Linked DNA regions of Zea mays: region 1 is linked to region 2. The links are chromatin contacts, called in public Hi-C maps. All regions are on one chromosome and are shown on one strand. The core of a region is the stretch at or near the end of the contact, and the rest is flanking DNA. Distances in the headings are between cores, read along the strand shown.

Region 1 (5,763 bases), core at 2,002-4,501, 260 kb before region 2:
CACGGCGTTGGCGAAGGTGCGGGCCGAGCCGTCCAGGTACTTGAGGATGTGCGCGATGCTGGCGTTCACCGTCGCCTGCAGCAGGGGGCCCACCACCAGCACGGGGTTCACCACCACCAGGTCCACGCCCCGCCGCCGGGCCGTCTCCCACGCCGCCTGCTCCGCCACCGCCTTGCCGTAGCAGTACCAGTTCTGCAGCGTGCATATGCGTTATGGGCGTGCACTTAGAACACAGTAATGATATATGCTGTGTGTCATGCTGACGTGATTGTTGCGTCAGAAACAGACAAAAAAATAATGAGGATGGCGGCCATGCAATGCAAGTAAATTTTGCGTTGGTTGGAGGTTGGGCCGTCGGGAGAGGCGACGAGCGACCCACCAAAGTCGTACCATATATATATATATATATATATATATATATATATATATATATATATATATATATATATATATATATATATATATATATATATATATATATATATATATATATATATATATATATATATATATATATATATATATATATATAGAGAGAGAGAGAGAGAGAGAGAGAGAGAGAGAGGGGCAACGTCTCCTGTGTAAAAGGTTCTCCTGTGTAAACATGCTAAAACGTCTTAACAACCTTTGGATCCAGATTCAAAGGCTAATCTTAATCCCACCTGATAATCTTGTGTTTTTTCTAAAGAACCCCCTCCTGGTAATCTGGTGCGGTGGCGGTTAGGTAGGATTAAAATTAGCCTTTGATTCTGGATCCAAAGGTTGTTAAGGCATTTTAGCATATTTACACTGGAGAACCTTTTACACAGGATACGTTGCCATATATATATATATATAATATATATATATATATATATATATATATATATATATATATATATATATATATATATATATATATATATATATATATATATATATAAAATCCTTCCCTCGGTTCAGAATTATAAATCATTTTTTTAAAAATATTATTAGTGGGTCAAAGGTAGCACATCAAATTTAACTAAAACTATAGGAGCAAAAAAAAACATGCCATCAAATAAATACACTATAAAAACACAATTAATAAAAAATATAGTATTACTCGTTTGATATCGTAAATTACTACAGTTTTTTTTAAATAAAAATATTCTATAAAAGTTGGTCCAATGAAGTTGGGATGACGACTTGTAATAAATCCGCAAATTAAAGCCGGGGAGAGTAGAATTTGCTCGCTCCTCCGCAAATTAAAGCCAGCAGAGTTTGCTGCACAGAATAAATGGCGATCGACAAAGGCCTGCCCATCACTGCTAGCATGTGTCGACCGGCAAACTGGTGGCGTCGTCGTCGTGCATGTGTGTGTTTTTCTGGGCAGCTGAAATTTCCGTCTTCCATAGGACACGCTACACGCACACACAGACACAGACACAGGCTACTAGGCTAGAACAATTCTAGTGTGGTTGCGGGGCGGCTAGCTAGCTAGGAGAGTTGTAAGGCGTGGGTACGGTGCTGCATCTGTCCAATCATTTTAAGAGCCCACCGCGATCAAAATAGCAAGGTTAATTTGAATTCTCAGCTTTAGCTTTGACACTAAAGAGTGTCCATGCGTACGTGTTGAAGAAACACGCATGTGGGATGAGATTCTTCGCTACTGATAATTAAGCAGGTCGTAGCTCAAGCGCTGCATGCCATACATGTGTCCATCGGCGACGGCGTGCGTGGCCCCATGCAGAGGCAGGATTAATTCGCGTGGTGCGTGCGTTCTCCGTCCACATGCATGATTTGCTCCTTTTCCGTTCTCCGTTTTTTTTTTTGCGGAACCAAATTCCTTTTCATATATATGCGTTATTTCGGCTGCTTGCCTAGCTAGTGCTGTTGGTCACGCTAGAAAAAGCTGTGGTTCAAATCCTAGCTAGCTAGTGCTGCTCTCTGTGTGCTTTGGACAGGCACCATCGATGACGATGAGCACTTAGTTGGTTCTATTTGGCGGCCTCAAAAGTACTCGAACGTACTCTAGTCTAGTCTCTTCTAGGGCTCTCGGTGGTTGGTAGCTAGCTAGTGCATGCATGCCAATATACTAGCAGGTAATGATTCGCCTATCTCGTCACAGCTACCTTTATTAGTGTTTCTTTCACCCTTTCCTTTGATCGTCCTTACTTGCAAGAAATGAAAACGTATGCATCAAATTAAAGGATCGGAAACACTAATTTAATATATGGTGCTGGCGTACGTGGTGCAGCGGACGGTATAGCAGGAGCTAGCTACAAGCTACTGTACTTAGTAGTAGATCAGATGATGGATGGATGGAGACGATCGATCAAATAAAAGTGAGCAAGCAAGCACACCCACCCTGGTTTTCTCGCAGAACTCGAGGTCGCTCCAGCACGACTCGTCGACCACGACGTCGGGCCCGCGCTTGGGGTCCATGGTCACGGCGCCGATGGACGACGTGAACACCACCCGCCGCACCGTGCCGGCCTCCGCCGCCGCGTTGATCACGTACTCGGTGCCGCGCACCGCCGGCTCCACCATTTGCTCCTGCACGCGCACACATGCATGGTGCATGCGGTCCCCTTGTTACTACTTTACTGATCAGTCAGTCGACGAGTGCTGGAACTAACCCGGCCGACGGAACTCACCGGGTCGTCGGTGACGGGGGAGGCGGTGTGGAAGACGCCCTGGCAGCCCTGCACGGCGCGGCAGATGGCGTCGTAGTCCAGCAGATCGGCCTTGCAGAGGATCAGCCGCTCGGCGGCGCCGTCCAGCGCCTTGAGGTGCGCGTTCTTCGGGTCATCTGCTGCCATGAACATGTACAAACACGTTAATCGCTCCATCTGCTGCCACGCTCGCGCAGGTCGACATAGTAGACTGCTTATATATAACAACAAGCAGGAGGCATGCATGCCTGGGTTCCTGACGGTGCCCTTCACAGTGTATCCCTTCTCGAGCAGCAGCTTCACCAACCACGAGGCGATGTACCCGGCCGCGCCGGTCACGCACACGGTCTGCCCGTTCCCCGCCGGTACCGCGGTGGCGGCGGCAGCAGGGGCGCCGGCATCGGTGGAGGAGACGACGGCGTCGACGACGGTCATCCTGGCGACGACGACGACGATGATGGTAGTACCTGCAGCTGCTCTTCTAGCTCGCGCCCGCTCGTCCTTATTTACCCCTCTCGATCTTTAGCTAGATGTGTAGCTAAAAGATGTAGTAGTTTTTAGGTCTCCTCCCCCCTTGGTGCAGTTGTGCGGTCGAGCGTGATGACGACGATCGAGTTGGTAGCTAGGTTTGGTAGGATTCTCTCTTCCGATTCATCCTGAGAAGGGTGGGCGTTGGAGTGGCGCGGAATTTATAGGCCACAACAAGGCGAGGCTGCTAGCTGAGACGGGTGGAGGGGGATCGGAGCGCGCAGTGCGATGCGAGCGAGTGATGAGTAGCGCTGAGACAGACACGGACAGCGAGATGATAATAGACGTCCGGACACCGTGCGCGCTCGCGCGGTGTGGGTGTGGTGTGGCCCCCCTCTGCGCGATCGCGATCGCGACCGCGGGTTAGGTGAGGCAACCCCATGCCGTCTTCCACGACGTACATCACGCAAACGTAATTGGCTGCGTGTATGTATACTGTATGTACGCGAGGGCCACACGGGGAGTCCGATTTTTTATTTTTTTTTTAAAAAAACTTTGTTTGCATTTCTGGTGAGATTATTATCGTCTTTGAACAACATAGAGCACGAGGAGTCCATTTTTTATTTTTTATTTTAAATACTATGTTTGCTTTTTTTAAAATACTATATTTTAGATTATTGGAGGGGGCTCCCCCTCGGCTGCGCAGACAGTTAAGGACAAAGGGAAAGGAAGACAAGGGACAGGGAGAAGAAGAAAGAGGAGAAAGTAAAAAAAAGAGAGAAAGAGTAGGACAAAAAAAGAGATAATCAGCCCTAGCCTTCCCTTACGATAGATCTTGGATCCACCAATAGATCATAGTGTTGGCGCCGATCCAGACGCCAATCACTGCGATGAGAATCGTCGGCGGTGCTCTCTGCGGAGGCGCGTGTAGGAAACGATGACGTCTAAGAGAGGGTGAATTAGGACTTCTAATTTTTTCTCTAAACTAAGTCATAAATAAATTCCTACAACAAAACCTATACAAATAAATAATCTAGAATGTGCAAACTATGTTTTATTTGTCTAAGTGTTGCTATCTCTACTGCAAAGGCTAAGTTTCAATCTAAATAATCTAACTAGAAAGACAAGATTGAAACTTAAATACTTAATATAAATACGGAAGGTAAAGAGGAAGGTAGAGACGCAAACTCTCGTGTATGACACTGGTATTTTTACCGAGGTATCCGGAACCACGCAAGGTCCCGACTAATCCTCGTTGGTGCTGTTGAGCATCAAAATAAGCTGCCGAACGGTCCGGCCCTGGGGCCGGACGGTCCGTGCGCGCGCAGAACCCGTTGGGTTCCGAGTTTCTTGCTACAGTTGTTGGCTAGATTCGCGGAATTAGCTCGAGAAATCTGTTTGTAACGGGTCCAGCCCCCTCCTCTATAAATATAGAGGATTACGGCCGATTAATCATCAACAATCGAATCAATAATCAATTTATGTCGTATTTATTTCTTGTACATTTAGGAGTAGTTCTAGTCTAGTTCTAGTTTAGTCTTCCAATCCCAAATTCTCCGCTTCTCTTTGACTCTACGTCGATTATAGGAGTCTAGATCGGCCTGCCGAGCCTAGACAACACCTAAGATCTCTCCTCCCCGACGAGGTCCCTCCCGAGAGCGAGATCCAGGCGCCGCTGACGACCTTCGCCGCCCCTGCGCACGCGCGGGTCGTCCGGCCTGTAGGCGCAGACCGTCCGGCCCGTCAGGCAGGAAACCCTAGCCCTGCTCCAGGTCGCGGACCGTCCGGCCCCTGGCCGCGGACTGTCCGCACCTGTGCAGAGAGCACCACCGCCGGTTCTCACGCAGTGATTGGCGCCCAAAAAGACACCAACACACTTTTAGCGACTCCGATGGGGAAAACACATATAGACCCATTAGATCGGCCCTCAATGGCCGGTTCAAGGGATAGCTCTCTGACGTCTCCCCCAGCAATATCGACTTGGGGACCTTGCTGGTTGACGAACAACTCCAGTTCGAGGAGCACAAGGAGCAGCTGATCCAAGAAGCAAAGGCGCAGTTCCTAGCCAACTTCAAGGTGGACAGAAACAACAAGGTCGTTCGGCAACGAACGACTGATCTGGCTTTGCTCCGACCCATAACGAATACCCCCAATGTAAGTAACACCAACGAGCTTCAATCTCTTAAAGCTTACATAGATTAACAACGAGAACAAATGCAACATATCGTAGGGGTATACAAAAAGATTATAAAAGGCTAATATGTGCGTTTGATAAATCCACTGTTGCAAATTTTCCTTCGCACGAGGTTGAATTGGGGGAAAATACACGGAATTCATCGGCTACATGTTGTCACGACCAGTCACAACCCCTTATGGGATGCCGATGGACACATACCCCGAGCAACCACAAATCGGCAATAAATTAGTCGATCTGCACATGTCTGGACTGTTCGCACGCGAGCGCGGTCCGTCCAGGCCAACAACGGCCAGTCCTATTTTTAATGAGTTACCGAGATATGCGTCCGAGCCGTCACATGTTGCACAAGCCCTAAACCACCCACATTGTCGGTGTTTGGGACCCGACCGTGCACCCAGGGTTACCCCTCGAGGTGCTTTTGGGTAGGACGGTGTTGCTGACTGTAGCTCGATGGTTCGTGCT
Region 2 (5,869 bases), core at 1,895-4,394:
GCGCCGCGCGGTGGCGGGTGGGGTGGGGTGGGGGCGCTGCACCGCAGGGACTGGGAGGGCGAGCAGCGATGGCATGCCCCCACCGCCCACGGATGTGGACAAATCGCGAGTGCGGTGGTGTCTGCCTGTGGTCTCCGCCCCCCCTGGCGCTCCATATGGTCCCCGCGCCAAAGTACAGGGGACGCGCGACCACGCCTGACTGCTGGGTACTGTACACCCTCCATGACTCTTGCGTGCACTTCCGCGCGCGTGGTGGAGGGTCCCACTCGCTCCGACCGCGTAATCTCCCCGCACGAACCTTGATGCCGGCACAATTAAGCCACTGGCTGGCCGAGACATGTACGGTCGTACCCCGTCCGCGACAGAGATACTACGACGTGAACGACATGCATGGGGTGACATGACACGACACGACAGGACAGGGGGGCATTCAGGAGGGGAACGTACCTCGCAGCCGCGACGCGACGCTGCCGTTGGGCATGTAGGGGTAGACGAGGAGGCGCTCGCCCGAGGCGGCGCAGAAGCCGACCAGGCGCAGCAGGTGGCGGTGCACGGCGAGGCTGATCATCTCCACCTCCGTGCGGAACTGGGCCTCGCCCGACGCGCTGGGGTCCTTGAGCCGCTTCACGGCCACCGTGGTGCCGTCGGCGAGGCGGCCGCGGTACACGTTCCCGAACCCGCCCTTGCCCAGGATGTTCTTGGCGCTGAACCCGTCCGTGGCCGCCTGCAGCTCCCGCAGCCCGAACTGGCGCACGTTCCCCAGCCGCGCCGCCGCCGCCACCACGCCACCGCCGCCGCCGTCCTCCAGGTCGCAGCCGCCCCGCTCTGCAGCAATCCCATGCATATGGGCGTTGTTACGTCCGGCCGTTTCCAGGAATGTTTAGGGTCGCTGGTGATTTGGGACGTACCGTGGATGATGCCGAGAACGGAGGAGGGCCGCCCCCCCGTGTGCCGGCGCTTTCGCCGCCAGAGGAAGCAGGACACGGCGAAGAGCACAAGGGAGGAGGCGCCCAGGCTTGTCCCTACGCCGATCGGCAGCCGCGCGCCAGCAGCCTTTGACCTGCCCGCTGCCGCCGCCCCTGTCCCTGTCCCTGCGCGCGCACACACACACAAAAGCCAAACGCTGATCCCCAGGCGCGAGCAGCAGCAGATGCACGGTTCAGGCCAGACCGCGCCACCAGCGCTACATACAGGCATACAGCCTACTACAGGTATTCCCGGCCGCAAGCGAGAGCGACGGCGCCCCCATGCCGACAGCACCGTGTCCCCTCGACCGCTACCCCGGCGAGGCAAGGGCACAAAAGCAGCGGCAGCAGCGACGCATGCATGCACGCCACGCCACGCACTCCGAGAAAGGGCCGAAAAGCATTGAGCGCGACTAGCTGCTAGGCGCGCGAGCTGGCCTGCCTGACTGGCCGTAGATATGAATGATAGACATAGAGGCAGGAAGGAAGAGTGCTCACTGCTGCCGCCCGGAGTGGATTCCAGCGGGAAGGGTACGGTGACCGGCGGCAGCGCGGCGGCGCACTCCCCTGCGCCGGCGTTGCTCCCACATATCATCGGGTTGCCCACGACGCTGCACGCCACGCGAACATTATTAAACAAAACAAACACCCTTCGCATTAGATTCGATGCTACTACCACCACCATCATACAGCTCGAGCTCTCTTTTTTTAAAAAAAAAAGAAGAAGAAGAAGCAAAAGTTACAGTGTGCATTAGGATAAGACGGTCGTGTGGCGGGGCAGCAGCAGTATTAAGCGCACTTACTTGAAGGTCCGTGTCGGGAAGAGCGGGACGGGGCCAGTGAGGTTGTTGAAGGACAGGTCCCTGGGAACAGACACCGACCAACCGCATCGAGTTCACGGATTGAAATTCGATTTAAAGCGCAAAAGGGAAACGAAGCAGCCAACAGGTGCACATGTAGTAGAATCGAGGAAGCCGAGATGGCTTCGACGAGACGCGTGCGTGCGTGCGTACGTACAGGAAGGAGAGCTGCGGGATCTTGGCCAGCGACGCGGGGAACGGCCCGGACAAGCTGTTGTTGTTCAGCCTCCTGCAGCAAGAGCACACGCAGACAGGACGGAGAGCAGCATGAGATATATACTCGCGCCTGTAACTGGAATGGAGATGGGATTATGGGAGGCGGTTTGCTGAATCCTCAAGGCTGAGACAACAAGACAAGACTACTCACAGGTATCGGAGGGTGGTGATGCGGCCCAGCGTGTTGGGCACGCGGCCGGAGAAGCGGTTGTTGGAGAGGTCCAGCGTCTGCAGCCTCGGCAGCGCGCCCAGCTCCGGCGGCAGCCGCCCCGTGATGTTGTTGTTCTGCAGCAGCCTGAAAAACAACGGGCGCGAAACGCGTCAGCAGAGAGGCTCGCTTCCTTCACCCAAGAACCACACAAGACGGATGGATGGATAGATAGATTCGTGGCTCTTGGATGATTGCTTACACTTGCTCGAGGTGGGTGAGGTTGGCGATCCTCCCGGACAGAGTCCCCGACAAGCCCTGGCTCGGCACTCCCCTGGAACGCGAAAACGATGAGGTTAGCGGAGGAGCTCGCCCGCCGCGCGCCGGCCATTACTACCAGTTCTCTTCGTACGGCTCGGCTCGTCTCGTCACGCCGGCCGCGAGCCCGCGACGAGGAGGGAGAGGGACGGGAGCTTACAGGCCGATGACGAGGTTCTGCGGGGAGCAGGTGATCATGGCCCAGCTGCAGGGGTCGACCGAGTCCTGGTCCCAGCTCCTGAGCACGCCGTGCGGGTCGACCAGCCCCTGCCTGATGGCGATCAACGCCTGCACTGCACGCGAAGCTCGCGCGCGACGGTACAATCAGAAAAAAAAAACCAACCAAATGTTGCTGCTGCACCATGCATGGCCGGAATGATGCGGCGTTACCTTCGGGGTTGAGGGGCTCGGAAGCGAGCGCGGAGGGGAGGAGGAGGAGGGCGAGGACGGCGGCGGGGAGCGAGAGGCGGAGGCCGCTGCACGCCATCGGAAGAGCTGGCTCCGGGAAGGGGAGTGCCGAAATGATGGGTGCGAGCGAGAGGAGGAGGAGAAAGACGAGCGAGAGCTGGGACGGGCAGGGGCGGCAGTGCATAGGGTGGAGTGGAGTGGAGTGCCTTTGGCTTTGCTTTTCCTCGTGTCGTGCAAGGCGGCAGGAACGAATTTTTTGTATTTTGATCCTTCATCGGAAAAAAATTCACGTTTAGACCTTAGAAAATTTTAATGTCATTTTTGGACCCTTTGCTCGGCGCCGTAGCCTATGGCGCCGAGGTAACACAGCTCGGCGCCATAGGCTATGGCGCTGAGGTACGTGCTGCGCTGGCACAAACGGACGGCGTGGCGCCGACGTGGCACCGAGCTCGGCGCCATAGATCTTGGCGCCGAGCTCTGTTCTGTACACAGAACTTGTGTAGCTCAGTTGGTAAAACACAAGTCTCTTAACCTTATGGTTGTGGGTTCAAGCCCCACAGTGAGCATTTTTTAATACTTTTTATCTTTGTCACTTTTTTTTCTGATTTTTCGTTTATGTCGCTGATTTATCCGTCTAGATTTATTTCTCATCTAAATTTTTTTTCGTTTTTGTGACGGCTTTGTTTATTCGTCCAGATTTTTTTTATCTGGCGAGCAAAAACAAATCAGTCAGCGAACAAAAAAAAAATATTTGTCCAGATAGAGGATTCTCGGAATGAATCTGGTCATCACTTGACATCTCTTCAGTTGATGAGGATCTACCATCCCCAGCATTGTCCTCAGCCAAAGCGCCAGCCATCAATCTATCACGGTATCACCTGTGGTACTCAGCTATGTAGCACTCCAACTTTCCTTCCTGCAGTGTCACGAAACTGGAATAATAAGCCTATGTTTCAGTAGACGGCAGAGTAACAAAAAAGAGACATCCAAAAGTGAGGCTACTAGTAGACATTAAAAAAATATCTGGATGAATAAACAAATCAGTCACAAAAACAAAAACAAAACTGGATGAAAAATAAATTTGGACGGACAAATCAGCGACATAAACAAAAAATCTTGACAACAAAAAATAAATCAGTGACAAAGACAAAAAATAACACCCACTGTGGGGCTTAAACCCACAACCACAAGGTTAAGAGTCTTACGCTCTACCAACTAAGCTAGACAACCTTTGTGTACAGAACCAAGCTCGGCGCCAAGATCTATGGCGCCGAGCTTGGTACCACGTCGGCGCCACGTCGGCCGTTTGGCCCAGCGTAGCACCTACCTCGGCGCCATAGCCTATGGCGCCGAGCTGTGTTACCTCGCCGCCATAGGCTATGGCGCCGAGCAAAGGGTCCAAAAATAACATTAAAATTTTTTAGGTTCCAAACGTGATATTGTTTTTGAGGAAGGGTTAAAATGCAAAAAATTCGGGCGATGCGATGCGAATGCGACGGGTGTGGTGCCGATGCCGGGCCCGGGGTGTGGTGGTCTACTGGTCTGCAATACTGCATGCCCACTCAGCCATTGCCATGGCATCTTCGGGTGACACTTGACAGAGAAATGATCATGGATGGCATGGAACCTGACGGGTGGGGGCTTCCGAGGCCGCTGATGAGTCCGCGGGACCCGGCCGCCCGGCCGGCGTGCAGTGAGCGCGCGATTTTGAGCAAAGGCCCGGTTTCTTTTCTTGGCGCTGCCCGCTGCAGTGCGCAGCTGCCTGTGGGACTTGGTAGTAGCGCAAGTCTGAAGATTCTTGTGGGGCTGATGATGGCAGTTTAGCCCCGGCTGATCGCTGTCAAAGTGCTGCAGTCAAGCTGCTGCTGCCCAATACAGCTAATTAATGATCAATCTCCGATATAACAGAAAGGAAAAGGGCTTACTCCATCCGATTGTCGGTTTTATATTGCCAAGCAGGTCTCCGTGAGCCGTGCAGTGCAGAGAATATCCTTCCACCACTCGAGGTCTCAGGTGTGCAGATTGGATCCCCAAGTACAACCATACATGACTCGAGTACTGGATTGGAGGGATTTGAACCTTGGCTGGGAGCAGCTACGCCTGGTGACCGTAGAAGACCGTACGTGAAACGGAAGGGCTATCGTGTCATCAGTGCGTATTTGTTCAGAAGCTGATGTCACGGAAGAGTTTCAGGTCCCGTCCAATCAAAGCACGCAAGGAACTGCCTTGATTCCCACAAGACAACGGCAACTGCAAGTGTTGTTGAGGGAGGGAGGCCAAGGGCAACTCAGCTACTGCAATTCGGAATCAGCATGTTGTTCAATGTATCGGGGGGAGTCAGAGGAGAACAGGGTCTCCCGACTCCCGAGCAGGCGGCAAGAGAAGGCGTAGCAGGCCACTGCCATGTGGCCCCGCATGCAAGCCGATAGGTGGTTCTCTCGGTCACGTCACGTGGCGTGAAGGAACGGGTCAAAAGACAGACCACCCTGGACCCCTGGTAACTGGTAAGCCTGCCTGCCTGCCTCTGAGCGGCCGCGTCCGGCACTGCAGCTCGGTAAAAATGACAACGGAATGCTCGGCGCAGACATGGCAACCCCCTCGGCGAATAGGCGATGCGGGTCTGGCTCCTCCTCGGCCATGGGAACGCACTCCGTTGATCAGAGGCCACAACGCCTCCTCCTCTGTTTCAGCACACGATGTACGTGAAGGTCGCTTTCTTGGCTCCTCCTGCCAAAGCCAACGAAAGACGACGAGGGAGAGAAAAAAAAGGAGATTGAGGGAAAGAGGAGAGAGAGGAAAGTGAAAAAGGAAGCGAGTGAAAGCAAAGGATGCCAAAGCTTGGGGGGCGGATAGACAGAAAAGACAATTTTTTTAAATAAATTAGAAAAAGGGAACAAAACATAAAAGGAGACGACGAGTAGGAGTAGGACACTGAGTGAGCCGTGATATGGCGA

The links. Hi-C and Micro-C count contacts between places; a contact is called where the count stands out from the background.
Region 1: a contact with region 2 is called in a Hi-C map of endosperm, with 2.1 times the contacts expected there. The contact joins the promoter of LOC542463 here to the promoter of LOC103643259 in region 2. A contact is called at or near these places in 3 of 25 Hi-C or Micro-C datasets (endosperm, leaf and tassel).

The regions. Positions count from the first base shown.
Region 1 is chr1:216,340,958-216,346,720 of Zm-B73-REFERENCE-NAM-5.0, reverse strand. LOC542463 (cinnamoyl CoA reductase 1) reads right to left here and starts at 3,251. Exons shown (of 5, transcript NM_001112018.1): 1 at 2,885-3,251; 2 at 2,619-2,773; 3 at 2,329-2,517; 4 at 1-192. The coding sequence starts at 3,071.
Region 2 is chr1:216,081,928-216,087,796 of Zm-B73-REFERENCE-NAM-5.0, reverse strand. LOC103643259 (probable LRR receptor-like serine/threonine-protein kinase At2g23950) reads right to left here and starts at 3,144. Exons shown (of 11, transcript XM_008666415.3): 1 at 2,898-3,144; 2 at 2,668-2,800; 3 at 2,452-2,523; 4 at 2,193-2,336; 5 at 1,983-2,054; 6 at 1,769-1,828; 7 at 1,464-1,576; 8 at 909-1,091; 9 at 448-825. The coding sequence starts at 3,099.